3 separate regions of the Mus musculus genome follow, and all the other regions are linked to region 1. Evidence: chromatin contacts called from public promoter capture Hi-C data. All regions are on one chromosome and are shown on one strand. Each heading gives the region's core, a stretch centred on a gene start, on an enhancer-like site or on the middle of the called end of the contact. The rest is flanking DNA. Distances are from core to core; before and after follow the strand shown.

The links. Promoter capture Hi-C pulls out the DNA fragments that hold promoters and counts their contacts.
Region 2: a contact with region 1 is called in a promoter capture Hi-C map of liver, with 4 times the contacts expected there. The contact joins the promoter of Ap1s1 here to the promoter of Dnaaf5 in region 1. A contact is called at or near these places in 2 of 39 promoter capture datasets (hippocampal neurons and liver).
Region 3: a promoter capture Hi-C map of liver shows a contact between it and region 1, with 3 times the contacts expected there. The contact joins the promoter of Znhit1 here to the promoter of Dnaaf5 in region 1. A contact is called at or near these places in 2 of 39 promoter capture datasets (liver and pre-B cells).

The regions. Positions count from the first base shown.
Region 1 is chr5:139,148,949-139,152,033 of GRCm38.p6, reverse strand. Dnaaf5 (dynein, axonemal assembly factor 5) reads right to left here and starts at 1,799. Exons shown (of 13, transcript NM_001081265.2): 1 at 1,199-1,799; 2 at 367-551. The coding sequence starts at 1,787. It also overlaps a transcript of Prkar1b not described here.
Region 2 is chr5:137,044,844-137,047,845 of GRCm38.p6, reverse strand. Ap1s1 (adaptor protein complex AP-1, sigma 1) reads left to right here and starts at 1,738. Exons shown (of 5, transcript NM_007457.3): 1 at 1,738-1,838. The coding sequence starts at 1,836.
Region 3 is chr5:136,985,168-136,988,224 of GRCm38.p6, reverse strand. It overlaps Znhit1 (zinc finger, HIT domain containing 1), which reads left to right and starts at 1,321. Exons shown (of 5, transcript NM_001310747.1): 1 at 1,321-1,414. The coding sequence starts at 1,393. It overlaps Plod3 (procollagen-lysine, 2-oxoglutarate 5-dioxygenase 3), which reads right to left and starts at 1,206. Exons shown (of 19, transcript NM_011962.3): 1 at 422-1,206; 2 at 17-108. The coding sequence starts at 539.

The sequences.
Region 1 (3,085 bases), core at 550-3,049:
CTCCCACCTAGCCAGGGTCATGTGCTCCCCCTTCACTTGTTTCCTCCCTTGGAGACAGAGCCTGCCTACCACCAGTCCTTTCTCTTTAGGGGACATTACCATAAGCCACAACAGTCTAAGGTCTGAGACAGGCCTGTGCTCTGAAAGCCAGTGAGTGCTCTGTCTACATCTGGAGGGCTCCTGTCTGCCCCCCACCAGCATGGAGACCACCCCAGCACCGGACTTCCACTTCCGTTCTGTCCTTCCCGGCAAGGCCCTAAGCACTAGGCCCTGCACTGAAATTCTCTCAGTGGATGAGCACATGAGGACACTTCTATTAACAGAAGCACATGGTTTCAGGACTGTCAAGCAGAAAACTCCCAGTACCTGAGGGACGTCATCGAAGAGTCTTTGAGCAAAGTGGGAAAGGACATCATCCACCGAGTTCCCACTGCCAAACTGGATCACAGTGCCCGTGGCTTCGATAACGGCTACCCGGACCTTCCAGTGCTGGTGGGAGATGGTCTGCATCAGGGGGCCTATCAAGGACTCCGATTGCATGTGGAAGTGCTCTGTGGGATTAGGGAGGCTGCTGGTTATGCGATACAGCTGCATGGGGCCCTGTTCTGTGGCTACCATCAAACCTTCCTCTGGCCTCTGCTAGCCTCAGCTCCCACTTTTTCTCTCCAATGGTGCTGGGAGCTGCTTATGCTCCAGGCATCCGGAGGGATATATACACCTATTTCACAAAGTTGGCTCCCCCCTACCCCCGGGAAGACTTTAAACACTAGGTAGGGCCTCTTAACTTTTCCAAACTCTAGTCTAGAAGGAAAAAAGGGAAAAAGCCCTGATCAAGCAGGGCTGTAGATAGAGGGTAGAAATAAACGAGAAGCAGCCTCCCTTCATCCAGGAAGTTAGTGACCCGTGTCAGAGACAGAGAAGACACTGGAGTAAAGAAACTGAGTTGAGTTGTCCTTTCCCACATGAGTCCCATAACCCAGCATAAAAATGATCATGAAATGGGTGTGACACAGGTCTGAGAGTCTAGCACTTTAGGCTGAAGTAGAAGCAGCGTTATGTTTGACACCAGCCAGGGCTACATGGTGAGATCTCTTGTCTCGTGCCCCCTCCCATCGGAAATGACCTTACGAAGGAACCAGCCCACTTTAGTTCAGTTTCTGGACATCTAGGTAACCAGGGAAGCGGATAGGACGCTCACCCGGAGTGGCACGGGCCAGAGCGGCTGCGCACTCGCAGCCCTCCCGGCGCACCGCAGCGAAGGGGTCGAGCAGCGCGGCCCGCAAGGCGCGCACGGCGTCGTCCAGGTGGGGCGCGAGCGCGGCGCCGCCCAGGTCTACGGCGAGGTGGAGCAGCTGCACGAGGGCGAGACGCAGCTCCTCGCAGGGCTCCGGCGGCGGCCGCGCGAGTTCAGGTCGGGCCAGGCGTGCGCTGAGCGCCGGCAGCAGACGCGGCAGAGCGTCGCGGGGCCGCGCGGCGCGGCGCAGGCCAAGGTCGAGCAGGTGAGCGGCCAGCGCGCGGCAGCCCTCGGCCGGATCGCTTAGAAGCCGCAGCAGGCGCGGCAGCAGCAGACGGGCCCAGGGGCCCTGGAAGGCCGCGGAATCCGCGCCGGGCCGCACCGCCTCTTCCAGTACCTGCTCCAGAGCCTCCAGAGCGCGCCGCCGCCCCAGCTTACTTTCCGTCTCCAGCCCCGGTAGCAGGCGGCTTAGCGCGCGGGTCAGTTCCGCGGCTTCAGCCGCCTCGGTTAAGCCCGGGGCCGCGGCCACCTCCGCCTCCGCCGGCGCCGCCATCTTGAGCGCGTTGCCTGTCTCCAAGGGAACCGGCGCTAGTACGATGGTCCGAGCACGCTTTACGGCAAGACTTCCGGCTGCCTGGGTTGCTCGAGGCTGAGTGTGCGCCCCTTAGGAGTGATGCTGGGGGAGGGGCAGGGAGTAAGGGAGAGGCGGGGCCAGGGAAGTGGGCGGGCAAAGGGCTTAGAGGGCGGAGTGACGGGCAGGAGGACGAGAGAGGCTAAGAGAAGCAAGTGTAATTGGCTAGGTCCGGGAGTCTGGGGTGGGGCGCGAACCTTGAGGGCGAGGCAGAAGACAGCAAGCTCGGCAAGGGCCTTGGGCGAAAGAGGTAGTGGGCGGTACGAGGGGGTTGGTAGGCGGGACACGGGCCTCTTGGGTAGGGGCTTAGTGTAAAGAGAGGGGAATAAGGGATAATGGGAGGGGAAAGAACCAAATAGGCGGGGTGTGGACTTCGGGAGCATTGCAGGAGGTGGCAGGCGGAGCCCTGGTTTTGTGGGCGGGGCGAAGAATAAGGGTCTACGGGAAGGAGGCGGGGCAAGGAGTAGTGGGTTGGATGGGGGGGTAGGTGGGCGGGGCATGGGCCGCGCAGCTGGCTGACAAGTTTCAATAATAGGTGGGGTGCAGGTTTGGGGAAGGGACATAAAGCTCGAGGGAGGGGTGGGGGTCTGAGTAAGGTGAAGCGTGAGGATTGAGGTGCCTGAGACAAGGGCTGACAGGTGGGACGCAGGCCTTAGGGCGTGGCAAATGGCTAGGGGCGAGGCCAAGAGTGGGGCTGTCCTGTGCCTGAGTCTGGAACTTGGCCTGAGTGGCCAAGCTTCTGCAAGCCTGCACCTTCAGGTTCCTTTCCTCAGGGGCAGCTTAAGCTGAGGTTCTTTCTAATGGTGTAGATATGGCTGATCCTTACTGGGTTCCTCAGAGGTCATGAAGAAGTCAAGTGTGAATCTGCCACACGGTCTGACCTCAGTTTAGACATGAGGTATGCTCGATGGCTGGAAGTGTTTTTTTAGGGGGTCAGAGATGGTATTGTCAGTGGTCAGGACCCCCCACTGGGCACTTCCTAGGCCTGACTCAGTGCTGCATGACTTGGGCATCCAAACGAGTCACATCTGAGAACAGGCTTATAATGTTAGGGGTTGGGTTTTGTAACAAATTTGGCCTTTTTTTGTTGTTGACATTAGTTTTGTGGGAAATTGGTGTGAACCCTTAGGTGTTTTGAATGTGGCGTGGAAGCTTTAGGGGAACCATGTAAAATTGCTTAGGGTGGCAAAAGAGTTGTGAAGAGAGGTGACTGGCCAAGC
Region 2 (3,002 bases), core at 489-2,988, 2.1 Mb after region 1:
ATGCTTTAAACTGTTCGGTTTCAATTTCACCACACGCTGGTTTTTTGGTTTTTTTTGTTTTTTGTTTGTTTGTTTGTTTTTTTTGTTTCTTTGGCTTTTCGAGACAGGATTTCTCTGTGTAGCCCTGGCTGTCCTGGAACTCACTCTGTAGACCAGGCTGGCCTCGAACTCAGAAATCCACCTGCCTCTGCCTCCTGAGTGCTGGGATTAAAGGAGTGCATCACCAATGCCCAGCTCCCACTGCTCTCTTTACATAGCCTAGTCTGGCCTTGAACCCTCTTGACCAGTCCTCTTGCCTCTGCCTCCCCAGGGACCAGATTACAGGCATGTGCACAATAATGCCTGGCTAAATTGTTTTGTTGCTCAACGATTTTTTTTTTTGACATTGTGTCTCAGTCCATAAAATGAACTAGCTATGTAGTCAAGAGTCATTTTGAACTCTTGATCTTAGTACATCTGCTTGTACCTTCCAAATAATCACATAATAGGTGTATACCAGCACATCCAGTTTGGTACACACACACACACACACACACACACACACACACACACACACACACACACACATATTCCTCCATAGCCCCAAAACTGGTCATGACCTCTTGCTCTTCCTGCCTCAGCCTCTGCAGGGCTGGGATTGTGACTTGCCTCACCACACCCAGTTCTGGAATCCCACTCTTGCTTGCTTGACAGAGCCACACTGTGTAGTCTAGGCTGGCTGTAGCCTTCTGGCTATGGGGATTACACCACACCCCTTTAATACTATAAGATTCTCTTCATTTCTTCCCCTTTCTCCTTAATTTACAATTTCCTCCCATTCTTTATATTCCTGTTACAGTATTCCCATTTTCAACAATTTTTTTATCCCTGATTTTTATCCCTGGTTTAGTTTTTTTTTAAGATTACATTTTACAAGTGTATTTTGTGTTGCCTGTGACCATGTCTGTCTGTCTGTGTGTGTGTGTATATATGTGTGTGTGTGTGTGTGTGTGTGTGTGGTGTATACAAGCTAGGGTGCTTGCTTATACAGAGGTCAGAGGACAATTTGCAGGAGTCAGTTCTTTCTTTCCACCTTGTGGGTTTGGGGAAACATCTTTACAATCCGAACCATCATATCTGCACTGTTTTGTGTCACTTTTGTTGTTGTTGTTGTTGTTGGAGACAGGCTCTCTGTGGCCTTGGGTGGTCAAGACCGTGCCATGTAGCTGCAGCTGAACTCCTGTCTCTGCCTTCCAAGTGTAGAGATCACAGGATACACCACCACACCTGCCTTGTTTGCTTTGGGGACAGGATCTTGCTTGCTCTGGAACCCTGAGCTGTCCTTGAACTCTTTATTCTCCTAGCCTACCGGTCTCTATTTCCCTCATCCTGCCCATCACCACCCTCTGACTGATGTTTTCCACATCATTCCTCCCAACTTCTTCATCAGCTCCAAAGATCGTGCATACACCTCTCACCCTTTTCCCGCCTTTTTCCCCCACAAATGCTCCAAAGCTCGAAGTCCTCATTGTCCTCTACCCCCTCCCTTCCCATCCTCCAATCAACCCACCAAGACAGCCCTGTTACCATGACGACCAGGCTTTTGCAAAACTGAAGTCAAGGACCTGGTTGCCATGGTTTCCGCTTCTCCGCCTCCAGCCCCGCCTGCGCGCCGGATGAGATGGGGGTGGGTCGCTGCAGCGTTGGCGCCTGCGCAATGCGTCCGTGCTTGGAGCCGGCGAGGCCTTGGGGCGGGGCTTCAAGCGGAGAGGGAGGGAAAAGAAAAGAATCCGACTGGGAGTGGAGCTGGCTTCTACGGTGGCCGGAGAGGGACGCACCGGGCTGGAGGCTGCAGGATGGTAGGCTGTGAGGAGAGGGAGGGGACGGGGACCCGAGGGGCGTGGGCTGTACCTGCAGGGGTCCGGAGGGGGGCTGCCCTTTGTGGGAGTCGCCCTGTCTTCCCTGTGGTCCGCAAAGGATCCACTTCCTGGAGCTGCTGGAGAGAGCTGACCTCGGAAGCTGGAAATGGCACTAGGGACAGGGGTTGGGAGGAGTCTTGCTGGTTAGGAGAGAGGGGACTAGAGCTGAATGGTGGCGGGACTGTCCCGAGCCTGGAGAAGCGCTCGGGACTCTGGGAATCTTTAAGACCCTCCCAGGCACTGCCGCAGGGAAGGCACGAGGTTGGGGCGCCGGGGTCACTCGGGATGGTTGCAGGTCGCCGAAACCCCTTCCCTTGAGGCCCACACTGGAGCATGGCCCATGGAGAGCTCGGTGTGGGAGGGAACAGTTTCCGGGTCTCTGGAGTGAACCTCCTGTCTCGCTTCCTTGACAGCTCACCCGGAGTTCTGGCTCAGGTGGGCTCTAGGGTTTGCCGTCGGGGACCTAGGCTCTGGAAGACTCCCTACTTTGGCAATCCCAGCTCTCCACCCTCTCCGGGGCATTTTCTTTTCCGGAACCCAGGCCTTCCTGCTGTAGCTGTCACCTCCTTTTCTTAACTACACAGGACTCCCTCAGTTCTTCACCTTCCCTATCCCCCCCACCAACAGTACTTACTTCTAGCTTCTGGGGTGTTGTTTTCTTTTAACTTAACCTGCTAAACTGGAAGTGTGGGACACACACAGATATCCCAACCCGGGCCATGTTCTCAGAGCTGTTTGCTGGGAATTGAGTTCAGGATATGGAATGAGGAACCTCTGCAACTGGTAATAAAACTAGGGCCATGCGGGAAGCAGTGAGGACTCTGCTTGCTAGTTATTCCACAGACATTCCCTAGGAGAGCCCTCCAGGGTGACTATGCCCCTGTCTGAGGGACCCAGTGATCAGTCACCTGATGTCTCAGAAGAAAGGTCAGGCCTTAGAGTGCACACCTGTAACCTGGTACTCAGAGGTAAGAAAAAGGGAGATCAGAAAACCAAGGGCAGCCTTCGCTACTTAGGGAATTGAGATCAGCCTGTGCTACATGAAACATTGTCTCACAAAAGAAAGACAGAAAAGAGGGCCAGAGAGACGGCTCAGCTTGTCCG
Region 3 (3,057 bases), core at 72-2,571, 2.2 Mb after region 1:
GGGTCCCCCCACTCACCCGTACAGTGTAGTTAAAGAACTCCGCAGACTGCAGAAAACGCCGGTACCCCTCTGTCTCTGCCGTAGCCACAGTGATCACCAGCAATTTGTCTGTCATAGCCAGAGAACTGGCACTTAAGACACGGCTTAGTGTCCCACGTGTTTATCCCTCTGTATCACCCCCGACACACACACACACACACACACCTCCATATTACTTCACTAAAGTTCTTTCAGCACATTTGATCTCCAGAAGAGTCGGGTGAGAGTAACATACACGAATGGGGGCTGGGGTGTTCCTGTCTGTCTGGGGAGCCTGGAACCCCAAGTTCTGCATGAGAGGCTAATGCACTGGGAAGGCTGGACACTCCCTTCCAGGCTGGCGGACGTGTCGACCCTGCCCACTGGCCGCCCGGGTTCTCACCTGGGTTGACAGCATTGGCGCCCCGGGGTCGATCGGAGGCAGAAGTTACGGGGGGCAGCGGCGGCAGCAGCAGCAGGAGCAGGAGCAAAAGCCGGGGTTCCGGGCCTGCCGCAGCCATGGCTAGCAGCACGCTTAGGCTACACCCAGGCCCGCACCGGCGCTGAGCTGAGCGCCTGGATTCCGACGCCCCGGGAAGATTCTGGGAAAAGGGGAAACCGAGCCCGCTGAGAGGAGGAGCTGTGCTCGGGACTCCGCCCTGGAAAAAAGGCGTAACCCGAGGCCACCGAAAACCCGAGATGCAGACGGCGAGACAAGGCAAGGATTGTCCCGCGGGCGCGGGCTGGAGGGTGGGGAGGAGCCGAGGGTCCGGTCCTGGGCACTGCCTGACTCACACCGGAGCAACCGAATCCCCCCGGGAGGGGAAGTGACCTTTTGAGGAGGGTCCAGGCGACGCGGGGGCGGGTCTTGACCACAAGTCTGACCCGGAGGAACACAGGACAGCAAGGCCTGGGGTGGCGCGCGGCGGGGGCGACGGGCCCGGAGGGGCCGGGAAGCCGGAGGCGGGATCGCGCGGACATCCTCGTGGGTCTGGGTTCAACAAAGCCACCGAACCTGCCTATCCTGTCCCGCAGCGCGGGGACACGCACCGGGGATGCAAAGGGCACAGGGACAAGAGCGCTCCCCTAAAGACCACCCACGCCAGTTTTTAAAAAGTGACCATTTGCAGGCGGCTCTCAGATTTTTTTTTTTGGGTAACCACAATGCGACCGGAATTAGGTTTGCCCCTATCAAAGATGGCGGAAAGCGAAAGCTTGCTGATCTCCAAGGGAACATCACGTAATGACTTCAAGCGGGAGGGGAAAGACTGCGCACGCGTATGTGTGCACGCCACCGGAAGGGGTGTGCTCAGAGCAAGGGTCGGTGGTTAGTACGCGTGCGCAGTAGGCTCTTCTGTCAACTGTGTTGCGCCAATGGTGGAGAAGAAACCCGCCGGTATGTGAGCCTTGAGTGGTTCGCCCTTTTGTGCTTCCCAAGTTCAAATTCAGCCTAACATCTCCCCGCCTAGCTTTTCACGTCAATTACCTTCGCTCAGTGTTGGGGCAGTCTCGGAACCATTAATTCGTGTTTTGTGACTGCTTGCTTCAGCAGACGTTGGGGATGGAGAGGATGTGTTGTCTCTCCAAAGCCCGGGTGCTATGAGCAGTGGTACTCACCTCGGCTTCTGGATTGTTTTGCTTTTGTTTTTTTTTTGTTTTTTGTTTTTTTCTTCGAGACAGGGTGCGTACCCTTGGCTGTCCTGGAACTAGCTCTGTAGATTAGGCTGGCTTGGAACTCACAGAGATCTGCCTGCCTCTGCCTCTACACTGCTGGGATTAAAGGCGTGCGCCACCATCGCCCCACTTTCCTCCAGCTTCTGGATGTTGGATGGAGGGAACAGAGAAACTTAGGAAATCAAAGGGCTTGGCTTTGGGTACTACACAAACACGTGCACACACACACACGAACATACACACTTCATTCCTTCCTTTCTCTCTTTTTTTAATGTAGCCTAGGCTGCCTATGTAAATTAGGCTGGACCTCAGCCTCTTGGTGTCCTGTAGTCCTGAAGTCTGTGGTTTGGGGGAGTTCTGGTTTGAGACTGGCATGTTATGGGAAACCCAGCACCAGGAATGGGCAGGTGAGATGGTGCATGCAGTAGGTAAAGTTGCTTGCTGCCAAGCCTGACTACTTGAGTTCAGTCCCCAGGATCCACATGATAGGAGAAAAGGCTTCCATACAGTGTCCTCTGATCTCTGCACGTGTACTGCAACACCTACATGTGCACAGAAACACTCAGAATAAATGCACTTTTTGAAGAAAGATAGAAATACAAGAAAAAGAGGTCAGAGATGAGCCCCTGCTGATAGGGTGTTGTCCAGCATGCCCAAAACTCTTGCTCCATCCCCAGCATCACATAAGCCTGGTGTGGCTGTGCACAGGAGGTCATCCCAGGCCAGCCTGGGCTTCCTGAGATCCTATTGAAGGTTGTGGGGGTGAGAAAGGGACAGGCCAAAGAGCGCTATCAATTAAAGAAAAAGGACAGGCAGAAGCAGCCTCGAGAGCAAGAGAGGAGACAAAATGTCGGGATAGGAAATATATCCAACAAGATAGGGGGACATCTGGGAGCCACACTGGGGAGACTTTTAGTCCAAGGAAGGTAGTCGGTGCAGTCACAGGGCACAGGCATGCGTCTCAGGCTGAAGGAACATTCTAGAAATGTACACTGGATTTTGCCCTACTGAATCACAGGTCTTGAGAATATGGAGGCCAGAAGTCAATACTGTGTCAATTCTCAAAGGCGCTCTTTATTTTAATTTGTGTATGTGTGCTGCTCTGTGCAGGTGAGTGTAGGTATCCATGAAGGACAAAAGAGGCAGTTGGAATTACAGAAAGTTGTGAGCCACCCTCATGGCTGCTGGTCCTGGGTCCTGGAAACAGCTGTAGCACTCTGCAAGAGCAGGGAGCGCTGTTAACCACTGAGCCCTCTCTCCAGCTGCAATTTATTGTGTCTCCAGTTATTGCTGGGACTGGGAGGACTTAGAGGCAGCATAAAGGGCCGAAACAAGCTTGCCAAGCTGGAAGAAAGCAGGGTGAAG